2 separate regions of the Mus musculus genome follow, and region 2 is linked to region 1. The links are chromatin contacts, called in public promoter capture Hi-C maps. All regions are on one chromosome and are shown on one strand. Each heading gives the region's core, a stretch centred on a gene start, on an enhancer-like site or on the middle of the called end of the contact. The rest is flanking DNA. Distances are from core to core; before and after follow the strand shown.

Evidence for each region. Promoter capture Hi-C pulls out the DNA fragments that hold promoters and counts their contacts.
Region 2: a contact with region 1 is called in a promoter capture Hi-C map of the SN4741 cell line, with 3 times the contacts expected there. The contact joins the promoter of Kng2 here to the promoter of Etv5 in region 1. A contact is called at or near these places in 3 of 39 promoter capture datasets (the 3T3-L1 cell line, the SN4741 cell line and liver).

What each region holds. Positions count from the first base shown.
Region 1 is chr16:22,437,298-22,442,622 of GRCm38.p6, forward strand. It overlaps Etv5 (ets variant 5), which reads right to left and starts at 2,273. Exons shown (of 13, transcript NM_023794.2): 1 at 2,220-2,273.
Region 2 is chr16:23,027,048-23,032,372 of GRCm38.p6, forward strand. It overlaps Kng2 (kininogen 2), which reads right to left and starts at 2,054. Exons shown (of 11, transcript NM_001102409.1): 1 at 1,668-2,054; 2 at 1-111. The coding sequence starts at 1,862.

The sequences.
Region 1 (5,325 bases), core at 1,023-3,522:
AACCTACAAAGATTAGCTGCCATCTACTCAATTTCTAAAATAAAACATCTATAAAAATGAGAGATAAAGGAAATTCAGTTCCACTGCACATATTTAAACATTTCTACCAAAAGGCCAAAAAAAAAGGAAAAGAAACAGAAAAACAAAACACCGTCATTGAAATCTTTCAATGCAAAAATATCCATGAAAAGAAAACTCCCTGTTCTACAATGACCTCAAATCTTCAACAAAATCAGTCAACCACTGGTAAGAGCTGGGCTTGGAACTAAATCAAGAGGGGAGACACTTTTCTAGCGTGGGAGGAATTAGCTAGCAAGTTTAGGTGTTACCTTCCTAAACACTTAATTTTCCAAATAAAAACTCAGGTCAAAATAATGGGGGCATAACAAGTATTTATTCACCTCAGGTCTGAATAACAGACAGGCCTAACTAGCATTTTCTTTTAAGTTGTACACAAACTAGGGAACACTTTTCACAGTAACCATTTCCATCTGACTTGTTTTTCACGCTGTGAGCACCATATCAAATTTTCATAAGTGAGCAGGATACAAGAAAACCCTTCACAGCCAGCACTTGGCCCAAGTAATCAGATATTTTCAAAGTCAAAGGAAAGAGAGTTCGCAACTTCCTAGAAAAACACTTCTGCCAGCTTGCCTTCCTTCCACACAGTGCAAACATCGTTCAGAATGAGGCCTCTCTTGAATGTCACCAACCAGGACCCAAATCTGAGAATCTTTAGTAGACTGTGGAGAAGAAAGAATTCTGTGCTGTATTTTTAAAAATTTTGACTAAGTTGTGGCCTCAGAAATTCTTAAATGTCTGTTGTGGGTTAAGAGAACAACGTGTAGGAAAACCAGAGGATAAAATATTTTTAGAAGCTCATGATGCGCAAAAAAATATCCTTTGAAAAAAATCGGTAAAAAGAAACTTCCCTAAGAGATTCCAAAAGCAGCAGCAAGGATCTTCTAAGCAGCCCTTCGAGTTCAAGAGCTGGAAACGTCGTGTTCAAAGTATCTTTTAAAAGCCTGCAGGGAAGGCTTCGGTTCATCCTGGAGTTTAAACCACTTCCTTTGTGTCGTCGTAGTCGCTCCCCCCCCCCAGCCCCCAAATCCAGGGTGCCCCCAGGAAAACTTTAACTGGGCGCAGCGACCGGATCGAGGCCCCTCCCCGTGGCGCGCAGCGAGCCTGGTTTTATGAATGGGAGATGGAGCCGCGGCCGCCACCGCAGGTAGAGGCTGTAACTGGATCCCTCGCGCCCGGCCCCATTCACAAAACAAGACACACTTCCACCCAATTCCCAGCCTTCCCATTCATGAAAACTCCTTCAGCTGCGCCCCCGCCCCCACTCCCAACGCACGCTTAGCCTCCGACGCAGGCCCCTCACCCCAGCGTTTTAGGAAGAAAGCTCAATGCTTCATTCACAAAAAAAAAAAAAAAAAAGGGAGAAAAAAAAAAAAGCCTCAGAGCTCAGAGCCCAAGAAAGAAACCTGCTTCATTCATAAAGTCACCCACATTCAGAAAACGAGGTGCAGCGCTGGCCGATACCAGCAGCCTCATTTGCTCCTGATCACACATGCCGCCTCCCCTCATCACCCCCTACTTAATCAGTACCCCCTTTGCGGGGGAGACCCCGAATCATTCACGAGGTTCCAGCACACTCTCGGCAGCCTCGGAACCGGTTCTCTCTTCCCCCAGGCCGTGGCTCAGGCGGCCCCAATACCCTCAGCCCTAAGAGGAGGGAGTGGGGGGCTGCGGGCCCGCTGCCCAGTCTCCAACTTGCCAGGCCTGCAGAAGTTCGGGCAGATCCTGCACCCTCAGGCTGCACATGTCGGTGTCATTTAACTCTCGGGGTTCTGAAGCAGAACCCCTGAAACTGCTGCTCGCCTCCCCCCACCCCCCATATTAAGAGTCGCGGAGCGTTTCTTCTCGCGAGCCTCCCAGGGCCCTCGGGGGCCCACAACTTCGCGCCCCGCACCCCGTTCTTGCACCCCGCTTCTGTAGCCTGAGCCGGGCACCCCGCTCCCTGCACCCGCTCCAGCACCCCGGGTGCCTCCTCCGCGGCGTGCGGAAACCCGTTCTCCGCTCGCTCCGGAACCGCTAGCCGCCCCCGCCCGAAGCCTCCCAGGAACCGAACCGAACCGGGCCTCGGGGGGAGGGGGCGGCTAGCTCCGGGAGTCACCCCAAGCACGCCCAACTGAGGACCCAGAACCAGTCCGCACCTGAGCGGCCACTCCGCGCGCCCGCCTGCGCGCCTCCGTGGCGGGCTGGGCCGCAGCGATCGGGGATGAAGACCGCTCTGCGCGCCGGCCTCCGGACTCTGCGCCGCCCTGCAACCCGCTGCAGCACTGGCCCGGCCCCCGCCGGCTCCGCCCGCCGCCATTGGCCCGCAGCCCAGAGCACACACGTCCCCATTGGTCGGCGGCCATCCCCGCGGCTGCCCATCACCTCTTGTTTACCCTGTCTTCAGGCAAATCCAGCTGGGCCGCCCCATCATCTGCGGCGCCCATTGGCTAACGGTCGGCCTCCCTCAACGCCCTCAGAGGTCTGTTTTACATAATTTATGCGCTGGGCGCCATTGACCAATCAGCACCGGCTTGTTTATATAATGAATGTAAGGACGTTTTTCATTCATAAAAAACGCGACCTGAGGGGGAAGCTTAGCTGAGTCAGTGAAGCTCTTAAAGGGGCCACTCGCGAAGTTCCCCCTGGCCTCGGCCTGCACCGCTCCTCCCGCCACCCCCGCGCGGGGCCGCTTGGCGCCAGGCGTTCGCAGCTGCAGCAGCGAGCTAAGTTATCATTTTAGAACTCAGGCGAGAGGAATTCGTCATTCCACACACAGAAACTCGCTGACCCTGCCTGGGCGTTCGGCCCATAGAAACACAAAAAACGGAAACCGAGCCCTCTAATCTTAGCTACCTTGAAGAGAAGCCTTAATTTTTTTTTTAAACCAGGTTTCCAGTGGGAAAAAAAAGTAGTTACCTTCCTTTAAAAACCTGAGCTTTTCCAGATCTTAGTGATGTACCCATGTTGCCAAAGCCTAAGGCCCGACCCGATCGCGTCTTCTCGGGCTAATAATTGCCTCTGAGCTCTACAGGCAAGAGGCTACAGCCAGAAACCCGGTTCGTGGATCGCACCGGGCCGGTAGAGGGCCTTGGAAGCACAAATCCCTTTGAAACGTGCGTGCAGTTAGACCGCTTGCTTCTCTCCCGGGCTGCTTGTTTTCCATTTAAGTGTTGAATGCAAGATGGTGTGTTTGCGAATTAGATCCCGTGCAGCTGGGAACCGGGAGAAGCAGTGTTGCTTGCCAAAGGATCGGGCATTGACTGCAGTTGTTGAGATTCTTAACAGGGTGTTCCAGGAAACAAATAAAACAATCCTCTGCCCCTTCCAACTCCTCGTCCTGCTCCTGCCACCGACAATGGCCGTTCTCTTCTTTTCCCAAGGACGCTAGGGTGCTTGTGAACGAGTTCTGTTCTCTACTAACCGGGCAGCAAGGTGTCAGCGTTTGGAGAGTTGAGCCTCAGCAAAGCGGGTCCCAAGTTGTTACCCTAAGGGTGCCCAGTGCCCCACAGTGAAACACGTGGTGTGGATTTCTAGTCCGCGGCCTTTCCCCCCTAAGCTTGTGGATCAGAGCTGGTACTTGGTGTGTTGATTACAGTCCTTGACCAGTTTGAATGCTGGGATGAGACCTGCACCCAGGTTCAGTGGGCTGAGTTATCGGTTTTGCCGGAGACTGGGAAGGGCACCAGTTGAAGTGTGGGCAGGTGCTTTGAACTTTTAACGAGCAGTTCCTTGATATTTAATTTCCTGCCTGAGCACAGTGCTTCCCTTAGCTCCTATTCTAGTTGGTGGCTATAGAGTTTGTCCTCTTGTACCCGTGTTCCCAGCTTGTTTCTGACGTCCTGAAGGCTTTCAATTCAGCAAGGCCCACACTAGTTCCAGATCCTCTCTCACCGGCTTGGTCCCATCACCGCCATCCCTCCCTGTTCTCATCCCAGGCCAACCTCCTGCCTGGTTGAAATTTCTTCAAGAATTTCCTACTCCCCTTTGCTTAATTGTCTCAGATCCCAGTCCTCTAAAAGTTCTGTGGCTTGCTGTATCAGCTCCAGTGCAGGCCTCTTCACAGTGGTTCCTTCACATTCCTTACACTCCACGCCTGGAGTGTGGCTGTTGTGACCTTTGCCTCAGACCGAAGCTCTCCATTCCTCCTTGAGAAGAGAAATTTGAAAGTGTGTAGCAATAAACAGGGGCTAACTGGAATGAGGGAAAGTATTGTGTGTCATACTTGATTTATGTATTTGTTACTCTTTGAGACAGGACCTTGATACGCAGCCGGTTTGGCCTGGAACTCACTATGTAACCCAAACTCACCTCCAGCTAGTTGTCTATTCTTCCCCTCCTCCTAGGTGTTGAGAAGGCAGTCATGTGCCCAGGAGTCCTGGGTAGTTATGGTAGTTTGGGAAGATCATTGAGAACTTGCCTAGAAGGCACAAAGTCCTGGGTTATAGACCCAGCACCACAGAAAAGAGAGAAGTTGATAGCCACAGTATCATATGTGGGGAATTATGCTTCATTAAAGCTATTGGTAACTAATAACTTAGTCATCCAGCAAACATTTAGGATGTACCAGATATTCAGCCAGATCCTGTGCTGGGCTATAAATAAATAAATAATAAATAAATAACATAGAGATGAATGATCTCCAGGGGTTGCCTTGGGCAGCCCGTAGTCACACAGCCCTCCACAGTCTAGCTATGTCCCCACAGTGAGGCAGTGAGAAGACATTCATCACTATTAATATCTCCATTCTACAAATGAGAAACTGAGGTGCGACAGGAGTCCCACCCAGCAAGGACATCCGAACAGAGTCCAGAGGCCAAAATGGCTTCCACTCCTCTCTTGCTTCTCTATCCCCATTCACATCCCACTGTCTTTCTCTTGTTATCTCTGCCAGATAGGAGAGTTAAGGGTAATACGAGAAGTTTCTAGTCTAATGCGCTGGATCTCCGCTCCTAAGAACATATTTACATAGGGGATTTGTAGAACAAGTGCTCTAATTATCATTCCTTCCCCTCCAGGAGAGAAACAGTTTTGGAAAAGGAAACAAAAAGAGGCCCACCCCCTGGGACATTCTTCTTGTGTCAATCTAGCCTTTGTCCTTGGGCAGTAGCAAAACTCGGTCACAATGAGAAACTAGACGCCTGTTCTTCACCAAGTTCAGTTTGCAGCGTCAGTTAGAGGAGGCAATGAGGGCGAGGGGAAGGGAGGAAAGGAGGCCCCAAGCCTGGCTGCTTGCCTCCTTTTACAGGTCTGCTTTCTACATGG
Region 2 (5,325 bases), core at 804-3,303, 590 kb after region 1:
GGCTTCCTCAGAGTCCTTGAAGTCACAGTCCTGCCACGCCAGGCCTCTCTGAGCAGAGCAGTTGCCCTCCTTGATTTGATAATTGAAGGAATAAAAGGTTGCAGAGCCATCCTGAGGAAAGCAAGGGTGAGACCTGGAGTCACTCAGGGGATACTGACACATTACAAACAGCAGTCCTGAGCAGACGCAAGGACAGCCATGTTTATTAAAAAATAAATGTTTACATGTGTATAAATACTCCTTGGACTGATGTTCATAATATGCTTATACTCCCAGTGATTTCAAAGCAGTATCCATAGTACTATCCCTGCCCTCTTTTATGTAAACCCTGGTTTACATGTATGTACATATATGAGTTCAACATCTCTGGGTGAAGCTGGGCATAGGATGAAGCCAGGAATCCCAGTAGCACGCTTGGTGGATTGAGACAGGAAGACCTTGAGTTCAAGGCCAGGAGAGCTACATGGACCTTGTACAAGGAAACTCCCATGGGCCCCATCTGTCAGCAGTGGAGACACGAGGGGATATGGCTCTGAGGGGAGGAAGCAGACTGCAGGCTGTGCTGCAGAGAGAAATAAAGACTTCCCTTCACCTTCTGAATCACACATGCCTGTGTCCCTCAGGGCTTTCTGTTTATCCTCATGGCGTCAAAGGATTGGGATTTTTTCATGCTGAAATAATGTGACCAATCCAAAGAAAGTCTTTTACATGAAATTTGTTTATTCAAAGATTTTTAAATGTAAATTCTTAATTTTTATCTTAAGAGTGTGAGTGTATGCCCAAATGTATGTATGTATACTATGTGTGCCTGGTGCCCAGGATGGCCAGAAGACACACTGTAGTCCCTGGAACTGGAGTTAGAGATGGTTGTGACTACCATAAGTGCTGGGAGCTGATCCCAGTCCACTGCCCGCATGAGTAGCCAGTACTCTGAACCACTGAGCCATCTCTCTAGCCTGTAACTTTATTTTTAAAAAAATCTTAAAGAAAGTTTTTTCTCTATGCACCCTGCTTTCATTCCTTTCCTACCTGCGTGCACTGACAAAGCAGTAAGAATATAGAGAAAACCTGCCAAAGTGTTCTCCGGATGGAGCGTAGGTGGCAGAGTCCTGAGGTTGATTCCCCAGTATCACAGAAACCTGGCATGGGGGCACAAGCCTGTATGTGTAGCACCAGGGAGATGAAGGCAGGAGGATCAAAAGTTTAAGGTCATTGTCAGCTACACAGCAAGTTTGTGGTTAGTCTAAAGCTAAATGACACCATGGCTCAACCTCCCTGCCCCCCAAACTAAAGAAAGCTAGTGGAAACATTACTATTAACCTCAAAGAATCAGCCACACACAGGCAGTGCTAGATACTTGGTCCAAAGCAATAATGCCAACTCTCTTCTTACTCCCTGTATTCATCCCAGGAGGGAACTCTCCCTTAAGTCTGGAAAATGACTAAGTTCACAGATGCAGTGGATTCCCCTGCTGCAAGCTGACTGCATTGCTGGATTCCCCACTATGCCTGTCCCTTTTGAACATCTCCATCTTCTGTGGTTTCTTTCTTCCTGGGATACTGCTTTCATGATCGCCCAGGAAGACTAAGGACCGGCCATCTCCAACCTCTACCCCTGTGCCTGAGAGCACCAATTACAAGTGGTTTCACAGGAAAGCTGTTACTCACCATTTTAGCGCGCTTGGTCACTCGGTACAACACAAACTGGTTGCCGCTTTGTAACCTAGCATTAAGCTTCTTCAGAGAGGCATCCACAGCCTGAAATACAGCCTCATCATTGCAGTCAATTTCCTGCGCTTCTTCTCCCTGTGTTAAAGTCAGCAGGAGTCCGGAGCAGAGGAGCAGTGTAGTAATGAGCTTCATGATTTAAGGGTCCCTCTAGAACTGAGGGACTGTTTTGCCAAGAATGGGAAACCAACTCAGAAGCTGATTTTGGCAGCCTCCGGGCTCTGATCTCTCCTGCCTCAGCTCTCTCTGCCTCACCACTTAGGCCCCTATTTAGATTCTTGAAGTCACCTCTTGTGTGCCCTCTTCCCAGAGAACAAACAGGACTCTGCTTGAGATCCAGCCAGGTATGGAACAAGAGCATTGCAACATGGGATTGTTGACCTGTTTGCCTTTGGAAAGAATGTGGGAGTGCAAAGCCCATTTCTCAAGCATTGCTCAACTCTCCACAGTGAATTAAAGCAGAAACCAGTAAAAGGAGCTAAAACCAACAACCATTTCCAGTATCCTCTTGCTACTCTTGGCCCAGTTACAAAGGGCTCTGCGTACGTGAACAATGAGGACAATGTAGAAATACCTACCACACAATATTGCTTGTGGCATGTTGGAGTGTACAGACACAAGGTTTTGTCAGCTCTGGTGTGTTCTTGAAAAGCACATGTGCAGGACCATCAGTCACATGCTGGGAGCTCCACCCAGGACACTAGCAAATCTGACAAACCATGGGCATCCTGTCTGGCCTCTGGCCATGCCAACCTCTCTGCTGGGTTCTATTGGTCTATGTGAAGAAGGGGTGGGGCCAGCAGATTCTCACCTGATTCAAGTGCTTGCCTCACAAGCCTCAGGCTGGCAAGCAGAGTTTGAAGCCAGGAGTTCACAGAACACCTCTGGATGGTGACACACAATTGTAACCCTGGTATTCCTACTTTAATCCAGAAGGGGAAGGCCAGAGGATCACCAGGAAGTTTAGGTACCCTGGAGTTTGTAAGCAAGAAAAGCAAAGAGACCTGTCTTACCAAGGTGTCCGGGGAGGCATCCACTCCTGAGAGCTCTCTGACATCCACATGTGGGCTGTGGCTTTTGTGTGCCTGCATACACACATTCTCATCCTTTCTCTGTCTCTCTCACAAATACAGAATAATACTGATAATAATAATTTTAAAAAGGAATAAAAGAAAAGAAAGGAAAGACAGATGGAAGGAAATTAGGAAATAAGAAAAAGAAGAAATAAAAGTAATAAAGAAATCTCAAAAGTTGGCTTCTGTGTGGTTGATGGGAATTTCTAGTGTGAGCTGGAGTCTGCCTGAGAGGCCCGGAGGCCTGGAGCCAGGTGCTGTCACCGTGTGCTGAATGGGAACTTTATAGAAGTGCAGCAGGAACAGGCACTGGGCCAGAGGTCCTAAGGAATGCCAATGTAGCTCTACCCATGACCTTCTATGTGACTCGGTCTGTACAGGTGTGTGCACATATGCCAGTGTGCATGAGTTTCATGCTTGGCTGAGTGTGTGCCTCAGTCTCCGTGTATGTGTTCTTCTGTGTGTCCGGATGTGAACAAGTGTAGGTTTGTATCTCTGCCCATGTGTGTATGAGTCAGAGTCAGAGAACCTTCGCATCAGGGTTTCTTCCCCTGAACGATGTGGAAATCATAATACCTCAATGGGATTGTTTTAGGGTTTTCACAGAAATCCTTTTATTTTGAGCAAGTTTCAGAAGTGAAACCTGAGACACTTAAGCTTTCACGTAACCAAAACAGCCTAATACCACGCGTCACAGAAGCAAAGACAAGAGAAGACAGGGGTTGAAGAGAAAACAAGGCAGAGTGAAAGGCTTTGACTTTAGTTTCCCCAATGGAATGTTGAGGTCAAGAATTTCTACAGTTAGGAAGTTTGTATAAGTCACAAGCATTGCAATTTTTGTAAAAGTCAGACTGTAAAAGTGTTCTGTTCAGAACAAAAGGTATGCCCAAGTGACTATTTATATTCGCATAAGCCCACCAAATGTCCTAAATATTAATAACAAAAAGAAACGCTTGCAAGGCAGTGATGGCACACACCTTAATTCCAGTACTTGAATGCAGATGTTCATGGGTCTCTGAGTTCAAGGTCATGCTGTGCCACACCCACTCCATTGAAGTCTGGGTGACTGGCCTAAAGGCTTGGATGCAGTCCTGAGGCAAAGAGTTTCACGGAATCTTAGCCTCCTGGAACCTTGGCATTCCCATAACATGAATGCTCCAAACATGTCCCTGAGTTAGTTGGTTAATGGGTCTTTGTGCTTTTTTTTTTTTTTCAGTATTGTTTTATTATAGGTGCCTCCAAAGAAATGATTTTACAAATACCTAAATCAGGTTGAACTTTACTGCCTGGCTTTCACCAATGTCCTAGACAGTCCTTGAGCTGACCCTGAGCTTGGAATTTCGTAAGAATGTTACTCATCCAGAGGAAATGCCCCAGTGTTGACAGTCAGTAATCAGGCATCTCAGTTTGCCAGATAGGAGCTAGTATTCTCAGGGCTAGTTCAAAAATAGTAAACTTAGAATTCTCATTACAGTCATGAATGGCAGCCTACATTACATAATAGTAGAAAGAAGGTGGGTTGTGGTTTTAGGAGGAGCTGAAGTATTATTCATGAAAGGGTTATTAAAAAGGAATTCGCCTGGTGCATTTTGTTCAGAGGCCCAGAGGAATAGCATAAGTAGGTATTTACTGAGGGACCCCTGGTGGTGGGTTTAACAATAGACTAGTATTGCATCAGACCATTCACCTGGCTCCTGTGTTTAGCTGATCTTAGACAGGGCTGTTCCTATCTCAACTGTAAACACTGCCTGGCTCCCATCATCTTTTTTTTTTTTTTTTTCCCAGTTTTTCGAGACAGGGTTTCTCTGTATAGCTTTGGCTGTCCTGGAACTCACTTTGTAAGCCAGGCTGGCCTCAAACTCAGAAATCCGCCTGCCTCTGCCTCTCGAACCACGCCCAGCTTCCCATCACCTTTTTATGTGTGCCTTTGTTTTGTGTAAAGAACCATTATGCATTGTAGGACCCCCGATATGGGGACCCCCACTCTAGTCCAGGGAAGGGATGCACCCACAAACACACAAGAATCCTTTCTTGATGCAATACACACGAGGCTTTATTGGCAGAGCTCTGGGTCGGCACGTACCTCTCACAGGAGGCAGGGGAGTCAACCCTGAGGCTCGGAAGCTAGGGGTTTTTAAAGAAGCAAAGGGTTAGGGGTGCGAGGAATTTCGACAAAGGTACAGGATTGGCTCATTCAAACATTAACAGAAAGATTACATGTCAGCAAAAGGGCATCAGGACTTTGTTCCTGTGGGCTGGGGGCTTATCTTTGTTCACATAGCAACCAGTTGATGCATGACTTTACCCAGCGTCAAGGGGCAATAGACAGAGGGGAGGTTCTGGCCAGATGGTGCTGACTCAGACAAGATAGCCCTGCTTGCCCTTGCATTCCTTTTCATCTTTACAGTCAAGCTGTTCTTAGGAATGCCTTAACAACAGCCCTGCCCTGACATGCCTGGGCCTGTTCTGCTTTGTTCTCGGCCCCAGGCCACGGGCTCATAGACAACTCTTTTACATGAATCACA